Linked DNA regions of Mus musculus: region 1 is linked to region 2. The links are chromatin contacts, called in public HiCAR-type maps. All regions are on one chromosome and are shown on one strand. Each heading gives the region's core, a stretch centred on a gene start, on an enhancer-like site or on the middle of the called end of the contact. The rest is flanking DNA. Distances are from core to core; before and after follow the strand shown.

Evidence for each region. HiCAR-type assays count read pairs that join an accessible place to other places.
Region 1: a HiCAR-type map of embryonic stem cells shows a contact between it and region 2, with 2.5 times the contacts expected there. The contact joins the enhancer-like site here to the promoter of Nqo1 in region 2. A contact is called at or near these places in 7 of 39 promoter capture datasets (the C10 cell line, cranial neural crest, embryonic stem cells and 3 more), 1 of 15 datasets of contacts at CTCF or cohesin (large pre-B cells), 1 of 484 Hi-C or Micro-C datasets (bone marrow-derived macrophages), 7 of 115 datasets of contacts at active chromatin or transcription factors (bone marrow-derived macrophages, embryonic stem cells, extraembryonic endoderm stem cells and 2 more) and 1 of 9 other capture datasets (liver).

What each region holds. Positions count from the first base shown.
Region 1 is chr8:107,129,968-107,136,356 of GRCm38.p6, reverse strand. No RefSeq gene overlaps it. Among named protein-coding and RNA genes, the nearest start is that of Gm39240, 9.1 kb to the right of the region's middle. Within about 2 kb of position 2,221, at least 53 of the 459 cell types and tissues checked have an H3K27ac peak or open chromatin away from gene starts, as enhancers often do. A contact at or near this core is called in embryonic stem cells and extraembryonic endoderm stem cells, where this site is marked.
Region 2 is chr8:107,401,622-107,407,596 of GRCm38.p6, reverse strand. It overlaps Nqo1 (NAD(P)H dehydrogenase, quinone 1), which reads left to right and starts at 4,392. Exons shown (of 6, transcript NM_008706.5): 1 at 4,392-4,531. The coding sequence starts at 4,525.

The DNA.
Region 1 (6,389 bases), core at 972-3,471, 270 kb after region 2:
AAAGCAGCCAAAGAAAATGACCTTTTATTTCTTCTCTTTCTTTCCCCCTATTGTCCCAACTCACATTAGGAAACACATTGAATCAAGTAACTCTCCCGCTGATAAGGAATTTTCTTCAACTCTTTGTTCACTCACGAGTTCCCATGATGGGATTCTTGAAGCCAGAGAGGCCCTGGGAAGCGTGGATGTGATGGGTAGAGAGACGTCAAAGAGTCCTGGTCTTTGTTACTCCTCTCTCTACCTTTTCTTAACACAGCTGTCTGCTAAGTTAAAAAAATTATTCCTATTCCCAAGGGGTCCTATTCCCAGGGTCTGGCCACACAAACAGGGGTCAAATATGGCTAAGGGCAACCTCTGGGAACCTCAATCCTTCTTTGGGGCCTGCCTCCATCCCCAGCCGTGGCTCTCCTGCCTGCTATGTAAAAGAGGCTGGCTTCAAGGCCTCAAACTCACATCTGCCTCTCGAGTGCTGGAATTACAGGCATGCACCACCATGCCCAGTGAAACCTTAGTTCTTTATCTCCAACAATCATGTCAGAAAGCTAAGCCCCTTCTTCTCAAATGGATTTCAAATATTTTTAAAGCCTGAAAAACAAAAGAAAGCTTTAAAAAAATATTTTTCATAGAACAAATACATGATAATATTAAGAGAAATGGCAGACTGTGGGTACATATGGGCCTATAATCCAGCATGCAGGAGACTGAAGGAAGTTCGAGGCTAGTCTAGGCTACATAATGAGATCCTGTTTTTAAAAAGAAGAGAGAAGAAGAGATTTTGGAATATGCCATGTTCATCTACATTATTTATAGTTTCCTATTATTTGGACCAATTGCCTATGTAGGAATAATCCAAAAATTGAAAATATATAGAATAAGCTGGGCGTGGTGGCGCACGCCTTTAATCCCAGCACTCGGGAGGCGGAGGCAGGTGGATTTCTGAGTTCGAGGCCAGCCTGGTCTACAAAGTGAGTTCTAGGACAGCCAGGCCTAAACAGAGAATGGTTCCACTGTTTACACCTGGATGGAGCTTGCCGCTCAATCGTTCTGCCACACCCACTGCTGGAGCCCAGTGCTTTGCTGTTCCGAAGCCATCACGTGGTCACCCTGCTACTGGACTCCAAGATTATTTGGCGGGAATCGGCCCCTCTCCCTTCCTTCATAACGGAGTGCCGGAATAGTAAAAATTGAACCTTGAGCAGAGAGCTTTGTCTTGGTTCCTTCCTTATCTTGTGCAGCCTAGCCCTTCTTCTCTTCCAGGTTTCCAACATGCCTTTCCAGCCTAGGACCCAAAACATGTGGTCGGCTGGCCGGACACAACATTTATGTATATATATATATATGTATATATATACATAAATATATATATATATAGAGAGAGAGAGAGAGAGAGAGAGAGAGAATTAAAAAAGATAGCAATCAATCAGAATAGTGATTGGCCGTGGTGCTCCAACCCTTGTAATCCTACACTAGAGAGGGAAAGACAGAAAGGTTGGGAGTTCACAGACATCTTCTACTGCATAGTGAATCTATTATATGATGCCCTGTCTCAAAAAGGTAAAATAAAATAGGGGCTGCAGAGGTGGCTCAGGGGATGAAGGCATTTATTGTTCTTGTACAACACCTGAGTTCAGTTCCCAGTACCCGCACTGTAGCTTACAACCATGTGGACTGGACTGGAGGGTCTCAAGAATCCTACACCCACCTTTGGCCTCCAGTGTCCCCAGGCAAGCCTATGACATACATACATACATACATACACACACACATGCACATGCACATGCATGCATGCATACATACATACATACACACACATACAAACATACACATATACACATACATACATACAAATATACATACAGACATACACATATACACATATACACACAAACATACATACAGGCAAACCACTCCCACACATAAAATAAAAATAAATCTTTAAAGAAAGTAAGGAAAGTTAACAGTAGCTATCCCAGAGCAGAGAGCTTCTGTTTGGTTTTAACCTTCATCTTTGTACTTTTCTGCATATTTTCATCTCTTTCCAAACTTTTCCTGTTAAATATCTTTAGGTTGGTTTGCATGCCCAGCCTCCTGCACATTTCGGCACAAGTGGAACAAATTTCCTTTCCCAGTGGCAGATGTAAAAGTGGAACAGGAGAGGTGGGGGACAACTGCGTCTCTGATCCAGTCAGAGCAAAGCTGTGGAAAAATACCAGGGATGCCACACCCTCCACGTGGCTCTCTCCTTTGTTTTCTGGTCTCCTCCTCCTGAAATAACCCAGCTCTCTTACCTGCTGCTGTGAGTAACTATGGCCTTCTTGCCTCCTTCATGGCTTTCCTCGGAGCCTGCTGTAGTCCTCCAGTTTGTCTCTTATTCCCAAAGCAAAGCGCTCCTTGCCGCTAGCACTAGGGACTCTCAGGGGAAGGAAGAGAGGGTGAAGCTGTAGGACCTTGGAGTGCTCCTGGGTTGTGCTCCTGGGTCACTTTCAGAAAGCATTTAATAAACGACAGCCGGGAACGGTGGCAGTCACCTGCAATCCCAGCGCTGGAGAGGTGGAGGCAAGAGGATTGTCACAAGTTTGGGGCCTGCCTGTTGTCAATACAGCTTTAAGGACCTAGCAGACCCAGAGTCGGTTGAGAAAGAGTAGATGTTTATCTGATAAAGGCTACAGTTTAGAGAACATGGTGCAGTGTGTGGCCAAGAAGGCATCTTATAGCCTAATTAAACTTTTTTTTTTTTAGCCAGAGGTTCTGAGGATTAGTGGACCAGAGTGAAGGGAGGACGTTGTATCCCTCCTTCATCCTCAGCCTTCTCAACCCTTTCAATGTGAAAGCCTTGTGTATCTGCATCCCCTTCCCCCTTCCCAACCTCTTACTCCTCAGACCTCAGGAAAAGGCAAACTCTGAACAGCACCGACCCACTTTCTCCTATGCCCTCCCTTCCCTACGTGTAGAAGAACACTGACTGCTGTTAGCTGGGGACCCACCCCACACCAGGACACACGAAGTGAAAGGAAGCATCCTCCTTCCGAAGGCCGTCTGTCCAGAGGATGCTCTCGGCAAGGCTGGGAATGGGGGCCAGGCTACCACTCCCTTTACGAGGACGCCATGCCCTTCCTGGCTGTTCTGGACGCACAGGGCTCTCTACAGCAGGGCCACGGTGAGGCGTTCCACCTGCTGCATGGCTTTCTGTCAGAGGAACCCAGTGGGCAAATAGTGTAACTGGAGGAGCAGAAGGCTAAGAAAGTAAAAAGGGTGTCCTTAAGGACCTTGGTGGACGCTGCATCTGGTCATATGTGAAAGCTGGTCTGGTGTCAGAAAAAGTATCGGTTTCAGTTTTCCACGAGCTACCACACGTGTGGTTTCTGCTCTTAGCACGGTATGCCCACACAGAGGACTTAACCTCCCCTTCCCAGAGGGGGCTCAGATTACGAACCCCAAGTTCCCATTAGATATTGAGTCCCCTTTACAGTGGTGTCCATTATAGGCTTGGAAATGGATCAGGTACTCTAGAAGATTCGAGCAGATCCGGCCACCAAACTGAAGCAGCAGAGCGGGCTTCTTCATGTTGGTCCTGTCTCTGCTTGTCGGTGGCTTGGGAAATGCAGGCCAGAGGGCGCATGGCTGGAGGGAAAACCAGACACACGAGCATAGTAGAATGCAGAAAATGTTGGAGAAGGTGTCTGTACTCCCTGAGAACAGAGAGCCTATCCTAACTTCCCAGCCTCCTCCTTTATATAGAAGGGGCTATTGTCGGAGGTGAGAGGGGGAGACAGATTCCCACTCAAACTAAATAGGATTTTTAGCAAATTAATCTTCAAAACAAAACAAAACAAAAAGACTACAAATTTGATGCCAGATGGTGCAGAACTATGTGTAAGACAGTAGCTACAAACCTTTTATTTATTCTAATTACATTCGTGTGTGTGTGTGTGTGTGTGTGTGTGTGTGTGAGAGAGAGAGAGAGAGAGAGAGAGAGAGAGAGAGAGAGAGAGAGTGTTCACCCATTTGTACCAAGGCGCTTTTTTGTTTGGTTGGTTTGGTTTGGTTTGGTTTGGTTTGGTTTGGTTTGGTTTGGTTTGGTTTGGTTTTTTCGAGGCAGGGTTTCTCTGCGTATCCCTGGCTGTCCTGGAACTCACTCTGTAGACCAGGCTGGCCTTGAACTCAGAAATTCACCCGCCTCTGCCTCCTGAGTGCTGGGATTAAAGGCATGTGCCACCACCGCCGGCTGCACCAAGGCTTATGTTCGGAGGCCAAAGGATAACTTGCAGAAGTTTGTTTTCCTCTTTAACCAAATGGGTTCCAGGGATCAAACCCAAGTCTTTGGGCCTGGTGGCAAGTGTCTTTATCTCTGAGCCTTCTTACCAGCCTTCGTTAGCCTTCCAATAAGAATTTATTTTAGGTTGGCTATTACGGTAAGAATTTTACAAACATTTTAGCCGTTCTATGTTATGGGTTTGGCCTAATGTTTGTATTATGTTAATTTGAGTCTCTAAAATTGTATGAGACTCCACATGTCCTTAGGACACTGAGGGAACCCTGTCCCCAGTTGGTCTTGATTGGTAAATAAAGTTGCCCTCGGCCAATGGCTAGGCAGGAAGACAGAGGCGGGACTTCTAGAATTCCTGGGCAAGGGGCCACAGCAGGAAGAAGGAGAAAGCTGCCATGTCAGAGGAGAACCAAGATGCCACATCTGAGAAGGTACAGGACAGAGAGCATAGGCACCAGATAGGGGCCAGGGAAGAGTGGCCCCAGGAGGGCTGTCCGACTGGGTCCAGCGCAGCAAAGATGGAATATAGATTTTAGTAAATGATGAATTGGGAGTATTGGAAGGTAAATTAGCCACATGGAGGTTAGGAAGTGGCTCAGCCATCGAGCTTTTTTAGGCACATCAAAAATTAAAGACTATGTGTGTATGTCTGTCATTCAAGAATATAAAGCATTGGGCAGGTAGCAGGAGTGTGCCGCCGAGACGGGATCTTCTGGGCAACATTAATTGGGTACAGCTACAATTCTACCCGATGGTCCTGTTTTTGTCTGTTTGTTGTATAAAAAGGGGGAGGGGTGGAGAGATGGCTCAGCAATTGAGAACACTAGCTGCTCTTCCAGAGGTCTTGAGTTCAATTCTCAGCAACCAGATGACGGCTCACAACCATTTGAAATGGGATCAGATGCCCTTTTCTGAATGTCTGAAGGCAGCTACACTGTACTCATATATATATAAAATTAATAAAATCTTTAAAAAAAGAAAAAGAAAAAGAAAAAGCTGGCATGGTGGTACATGCCTTTTAATCTCAGCACTCAGGAGGCAGAGGCAGGTAGAATTCTGTGAGTTCAAGGTCAACCTAATCTACAAATCAAGAACCAGGACAGCCAGGGCTATCACACAGAGAAGCCTTGTCTTGAAAAGCCATACATACACACATATACATACATACATACATACATACATACATACATACATACATACATACATAAAACAAAACAAGTTTTCATGTACCCCAGGCTGGCCTCAAGCTCATGCTGTAGCCAAGGATAGATAACCTTGACTTTCTCATCCTTCTGCTGGAATGCCCACCACACCAAGTTTACGAAGTGTTGGAAATGAAACCAGAATTTTGCACTTGCTGTGTGTGCTGGCTGGTTTTGTGTGTCAATTTGTCGTCAGAGAGGAAGGAGCCTCAGTTGAGGAAATGCCTCCATGAGATCCTGCTGTAAGGTGTTTTCTCAATTAGTGATCAGAGGGCCCAGCCCATTGTGAGCGGGGCCATCCCAGGCTGTTGGCCCTGGGTTCTATAAGAAAGCAGGCTGAGAAGCCATGTTTAGTGAGACAGCAGGCAGCACGTCTCCATGCCCTCTGCATGAGCTCCTGCCTCCAGGTTTCAATGCCACTTGAGCTCCTGTCCTGACTTCCTCCAAGGATGGACAGTGATCCGGAAGTGTAAGCCGAATAAACCCTTTCCTCCCCAGCTTGCTTTTAGGCCCTGGCGTTTCATGGCAGCCACAGAAATCCTAACTAAGACCTTGGGCAAGCAAGCACTCTGCCAACTTAGCTCTATCACAAGCCCTGTTTCTCCAATCATTTTATAGCTAGTCGATTCAAATTGGGAAATGTTAGCACCTTGCCTAAGGGCCCTCTAGTTTCTAGTGCCAAGATTTAACACGAAAGCTTTGTGAACCTTACACCCCTAACCATTATACCTTTCCTGGTTAGACAAAGCTCCGACTTTGACTATAGTGCTGTCATTTGCTAGTGGAATGACTTTGAGCAAGCCAATTTCTCTAATCCTATTACCATCACAAGAGACAAATTCAGAAGCCATGCTCAGAGCATTTTCCTTCTCCGTCCTACTGTGTGAACACTAGGGAGCAGAGACAGGAGAATTGTAAAG
Region 2 (5,975 bases), core at 3,143-5,642:
CCAATCCAGCTCACAGGCTCCCTGCCTTTTAGGCTCCTATTCCATAGAACCCTGGACAATTTTCCTCACTCGGCTTTCCCTAGAGACAGCCTCTGGTGGTTTGGAATAAACAGTTTGCCTCTACCACCCACTGAGCAGTGATTTCAGCTTCTTTCTCAAGGCCCTCCTATTCATCAATGCCCTGATTCAGGCATACAGAACAGCAAACTTCCAACAAGACAGAGAATGCAATAGAGCCGTTGTGTCCTACGCTGTAGTGGTGGTGGAGATAGGGAGAAGACAGTAGAGAAGATAGGACTTAGAGTAAAAAATGTCTCTCTCCTGAGACTGGGGCCTTGCTTCCCCGCAAGGGTATGGCTGGCACTCCCAGGAACCCCTGAGGACAACAGATACCCAAGTCCCCAGACAGACCTGAGAATGGCTGTGAGCAGTGTGCTAGGTCCATCACCACTGCTCAGGGAAACACTAGTGACTTTGGGGACTTCTTGTGCTGAAGAGCTGGACCACATCTGGACACGCGTAATAGCAGTGACTAACGAGGCTGTTAGAGCTTCCACCAGGAGGAGGAGGACTCCTGGGATTCAACTACCCGACTTTTTATTTCTAATAGTGACAACATGAACAACATCACAGCTCCTGGCTCTGCTTTTTCCCTCAGTGTGGGGGAGGGGCCCTGAGCACACCATTTAGCCCACAAGCAATGACCACCACATACAGAGCCCTGGAACGAAGGTCTGTTTCATACCAGACCATGGGAATTCTATAGCCATGTAATGACCACAAACAGAAACATGACAGAAACGTAAAGACAGTACAGTGTCAGTCCATGTCTCCGATGTCCTGGCTAGTCTTATGTCAACTTGACACAAGCTAGAGTCATCTGAAGAGGGACCCGCAACTGAGAACTGCTCCTCTGTATGATCCAACTGTAGGGCATTTCCTGAATTAGTGATTGATGGGGTTGGACCCAGACCATTGTGGGAGGTGCCATCCCTGGGCTAGATTCTATAAGAAAGCAGATTGGGGCTAGAGAGAAAGAGGTAGGCATGTCTCTGTGAGTTCAAGACCAGCCTAGTCTACATATCTGGTTCCAGGACAGCCAGGGCTACACAGAGAAACCCCAACTCAAGAAAAAACAATTCCTGAAAGGAAGCTATCTGGCTAGGAACAGAAAACAAAACAAAAAACAAAAAACTCCTGGAAGAAACCTGTCTGCAGACTGATGGACCAATTGGAATTCCAGTACTGTGGAGAAACTGAGATTTCATACGTTCAGAGGCTAATTATCTAGTTTTAGCTTTCTGGAGCTAACACCTTGTGATAATAAATAAAAAACTCACAGAAGATATAACTTAGCAGAATATTAGCCTCTGTGCCTGTTGGCCTACAGGGCAGGGCCCTCAGAAGAGGAGGGGAGGAGTTGCTGAGGGGAGGGAGTCAATCAATGGTCAGGGTAGTCTTGCAGCTCTGACTGGCAACGAGGTACTTGTTATTTATACAGGTTTCACAGAACAAAGACAGTCTAATGATTATGCAAGAAGTACAGATTGTGTGTCTGACTTTTCGTTACAAGTTCAGACACAATTAGAAAATACAAATGCACAGATTTTATTTTTATTGTTAGCTCTATAACTGCAATGTCAAGAATCTTAAAGACTGTCTCCTCCAAAGCAAACACATTATATGGCAGCCTGCTTTTAGGGTGGCAGTGTTTGCAGTCTGAAAGCACTTCAGACAAACAGAAGATATCTGAACTGGTCTTTCTATGAATAGCAAACATTAATACCTAACTTATTACATGTTTCCTCATCTGTGCTATACAGTAGAGAACGTGTAGTCAATCTCCCTTATTTTCCGAGTGCTATTCCTCCAGGGGTATGCCCTGTATGACTCGCTATCTTACATTTTCAGTAATCTCTAAGCATATTGTAAAAGAAGGCCTTGAATCTGTCCCCTTTTCTCCTGGCCAGTCAGAGTTTGTCGGTTGTCTCTGTTTACCCTGCACTAATCAGACTGTTTGAGTTTATTCAGGGGTAGACACCCCAAGAAGATTCCTGGAGTAATGGCTTCATCTAGTTACGTGTTTATCTGAGCTTAATGATCTCCAGGCCATGAGGGAGACATCCAAACAGTGGCCAGATAAAGCTCATTTTAGGCTTTTCCTAAAAAGACTCAGACATACTTTTCCTTGGAAAAAGACTTAAAAATGACTCATAATGCAGAAAGCTCCCAAAACAAAACACACAGAGACCAAAACCTAAAAGCGAGAGACAGACAGAAGGACAGCGATTGCCGCATTCGTTCGGCTCAGCTTGGCTGGAACTGTGTCAAACAGGCGAGCTGACTCTGTGACTCTTCTGTTTCCAGTGACTATGGCAGTGTCACTTCTGCCAATCCAAGAGCTGAGAGTGTCATCAGATAGCATCTTGGACCATAAACCCCACCCCCCCATCTCGATGTACCCACCTCTCCAGTGTACCCACCTCTCCAGGGTTCCCACCAACGTACTTTAAAGTCGCCTTAACTTATTACTTTGTTCTGTAAATTGTAAAAATCTTGTGAGGCTGCACCCACATTGGAACATAAAATTTGGGGTACCCTATATTGGTGTTCCCAGGCCGTGGCCACTCAAAATGGCTCCGGAATAAACTGTGGTTTTTATGTTGGTATTTCTTTACAGCTGAGAGATGACCCTCAGGCACAAACTGTAAGGAAACACCAGAAAACCCAATGTTGAACATTGTAGTGTGGTGTGTTTGGTATTTGTCTGATGCTGAGACAGAAGCAGCCTGTGGAAACTACTTTAGCACGTTGTTTGAGAGGAGAGTCTGACATCGCAGACGAAGCTGCCTGGTCACACAGCATCCAGTGAGAAAGCAGATAGCCTTTCCTGATGAAGCTATATCCCCAGCTCCTATTTTTGATTTTTGAAATGAGGTCTCACGTATCTTCAACTGTAGTAGTTAAGCAAGGCCAAGCCTTCAAGGGTCAAGGGTCCCTGTGTTAAGAAACCTTCAGGGTATCCTTTTATTTCCAGATAAAGCTTTGTGGTGCAAACTGGGCATGTGCAGGAATGTACCCTCCCCAAAGTACCTCCCCCATAGGAACAAGAATCTGCCTCCCTAATAAGTTCTCACCTTTTCTTTGTTTGGGAAGTGCGTTGCTTTAAAAATTGTCCTTGGTCTCTTTGCCTGCTGCAGCTGATATTTCTTTCTTCCCTCTTATAGCCCATTGTGTTACTTCGGCTTTGCCCTAACCGGAATGAGACTCCACTGAGATCCATCACAAGGGCTGTCACTAGCCTGTCACCACAGGAGACTGCACGTGTGTCTTTCCCTCACTGTCAGAATTTATCAGATAACAGGAAAGTTGAGCTCTTTTAATGATGGCAATCTGTTATAATGTCTACCCTACTTTGGGAGCTTGACCAAGGCACACACATACATGTAGGGTCTTTATTCCAACCCTTTTTCTTTCTTTCTCTGTTTTTGAGACAGGGTCTCACCTATGTAGCCCTGGCTGTTGTTCTAGCACTAGCTATGTGGACCAGTCTGGCCTTAAACTCAGAGATCTGCCTGCTTCTGGCACCCAAGTGATGGGATTAAAAGCATGTACTAGTCGTGGTGGCGCACTCCTTTAATCCCAGCACTTGGGAGGCAGAGGCAGGTGGATTTCTGAGTTCGAGGCCAGCCTGGTCTACAGAGTGAGTTCCAGGACAGCCAGGGCTACACAGAGAAACACTTCCCTGTGGCTGCTGTCTCCTGCCAGCTTTGCTCTGGCTTCCTAGAGAGTCGCACAGATGAGTTCCCCGTTACCTGGTCACCGGGGGCAAAGTTGAGGAGACCCAAGTGTGTATACCCAGGGAGCAGTTTTTGCAGTTTCTAAGAGCAGAACGCAGCACGAATTCATTTCACACGAGGACAAGTCTCTCTGAACTTTCAGTCTAGAGTCACAGTGAGTCGGCAAAATTTGAGCCCATCCGTTTTGCTGCCCCACCCTTCCCCTAGCGTGCAAAGGTGACTTCCCACGGCTGAGTGAGGACTAATCTACACAGGCTGATTATGTAGGCAGGTCCCACGAAGCTCGAAAAATTCTGTTGGAAATTTCCATTTTGTACCCAGGAGGTCTTGGGACAGGGAGCAGATGAATTTATTCAATATGTCCCCATATCCTCAAATTCTCTCTCACTCCCTTGCTCCCGGGGAACCCTTTTGACTTCCATATACAGGAGTCCTAGTCCAGCCCCAAACTGCTTCTCCCTGCCAAAAACTTGGTATCTTCCCAAGATGCCTCTGGGTTCTGGAGTCCAGCCCCGCCCTCGCTGGCTGCTCTGCACAGTGGGCTGGGCGGGCATAAGCAGGATATAAAGCCTTCGCTCAGCCCATACCCCAAGGCTCAGCTCTTACTAGCCTAGCCTGTAGCCAGCCCTAAGGATCTCTCCGAAGAGCTTTAGGGTCGTCTTGGCAACCAGCTGCTCAGCCAATCAGCGTTCGGTATTACGATCCTCCCTCAACATCTGGAGCCATGGCGGGTGAGTGTGGCGCCAACTCCAGTCTGATTTACTCTGAGGAGGATGTAGGGGCTGGCTGTGAGTTTTGTTCCTTGCCTCAAAGAGGAAAAGTGAGGTGGTTAGGAACCTGGATGAGCCTCGGTTAGTCTCTGGAAGGAGAACTTCTTCTCAGAACCAGCGATGCAGATTATTCTGCAGCCCAAGTTCACCCGTGGGCAACTCTAGCATTGCCCCTTCTACACCGTTCCTTAACAGAGCTGCCACTCCCTGTACCGCGTTTGGACTATTTAGAAAAAGGGTAACATGTGTCCTAGGTTGGCCTTAAAGCTGCTGTATAGTGAAGGATAGCCTTGAACTTGGGGTCTTATTGCCTCCACTGCCTAAGTGCCAGGATTCTAAGTGCATATCACCACGCCTGATTTCTACGGCTCTGGGAATTGAATTGAAACCAGGACTTCCTGCATACTAGACAAACTCTCTACCACCTGAGCTCTGTGCACATCCCCAACCTAGGCCAGATAGTATTTAACCATTTGGAAATACGTTGCTAACATTTAGAAATGCAAGCAGGCAATTTACAGGGACCACTGCTGGGCTTGGTGGCACCCTGGAGGCAAAGGCAGGCAAATTTCTTTTAAGTTCCAAGGTAGCCTGGTCTATAGATCCAGTTTCGGGACAGTCAGAGCTACATAATGAAGAGAGACTGTCTCAAACAAACTAACAAACCAAACCGCAGATTTTTAAAAGGGGTATCACCACTTTGTGAAACAAAACGGGAAGATGTGGAGATGGGTACAGGGAGCGTAGCTGAGAAGGAGTGTAACAGAATCGGAGCCTAATTCCAGTCTACCTGGCTCTGGAAAGTTTCTACTGTGACCCTGGAGCAGGAAATCCGATTTGTTAATTGGTCCATTTTTGTGACAGTCTCCTCACTTTGCCATCAGCCCAGGGGAAGGCAGGGGAGAGTCCTTGGCAGTTACCACCACATTATTGTCTAGTGTTTGACTGGCATCTACTGCGTTCTTGGCCAAGTAGCCTCCAGGGCTAAGTACTTCCCAACAGGGCCTGGCTCTGAGTTCTGGGCAGCAATTAGGTTTAGGTGTTTCCTCTGTTGGGGCGGGACTTAACTTTTTGGAGTTCCTTTCCCTTTAAAACTATTTCAGACTCTGCAAATGCACTCAGGATCTCGCCTTGCTAAAAGCACAGAGGGAGGGAAGGATGCTTCTGCCGTTGTACAGGGTCATCCCAGTGTTCTCTAAGCTCTGCGATGAGTTGCTGGGAGAGCCAGCGAGGGAGGGTTTTCAACAGCTGGTAAGGCTGTGTCTGCTTCGGTCTCCATTTATGCATGAGGGATAAATGTTCCAAGCCCCCTCCACTGCAGCCGCAGACAGCACAGAGCACAAGCATTATCATATTTATCTTACACTCCCACACTTGTGTTCGGTTCAGTTCAGTGTTTGTTTAT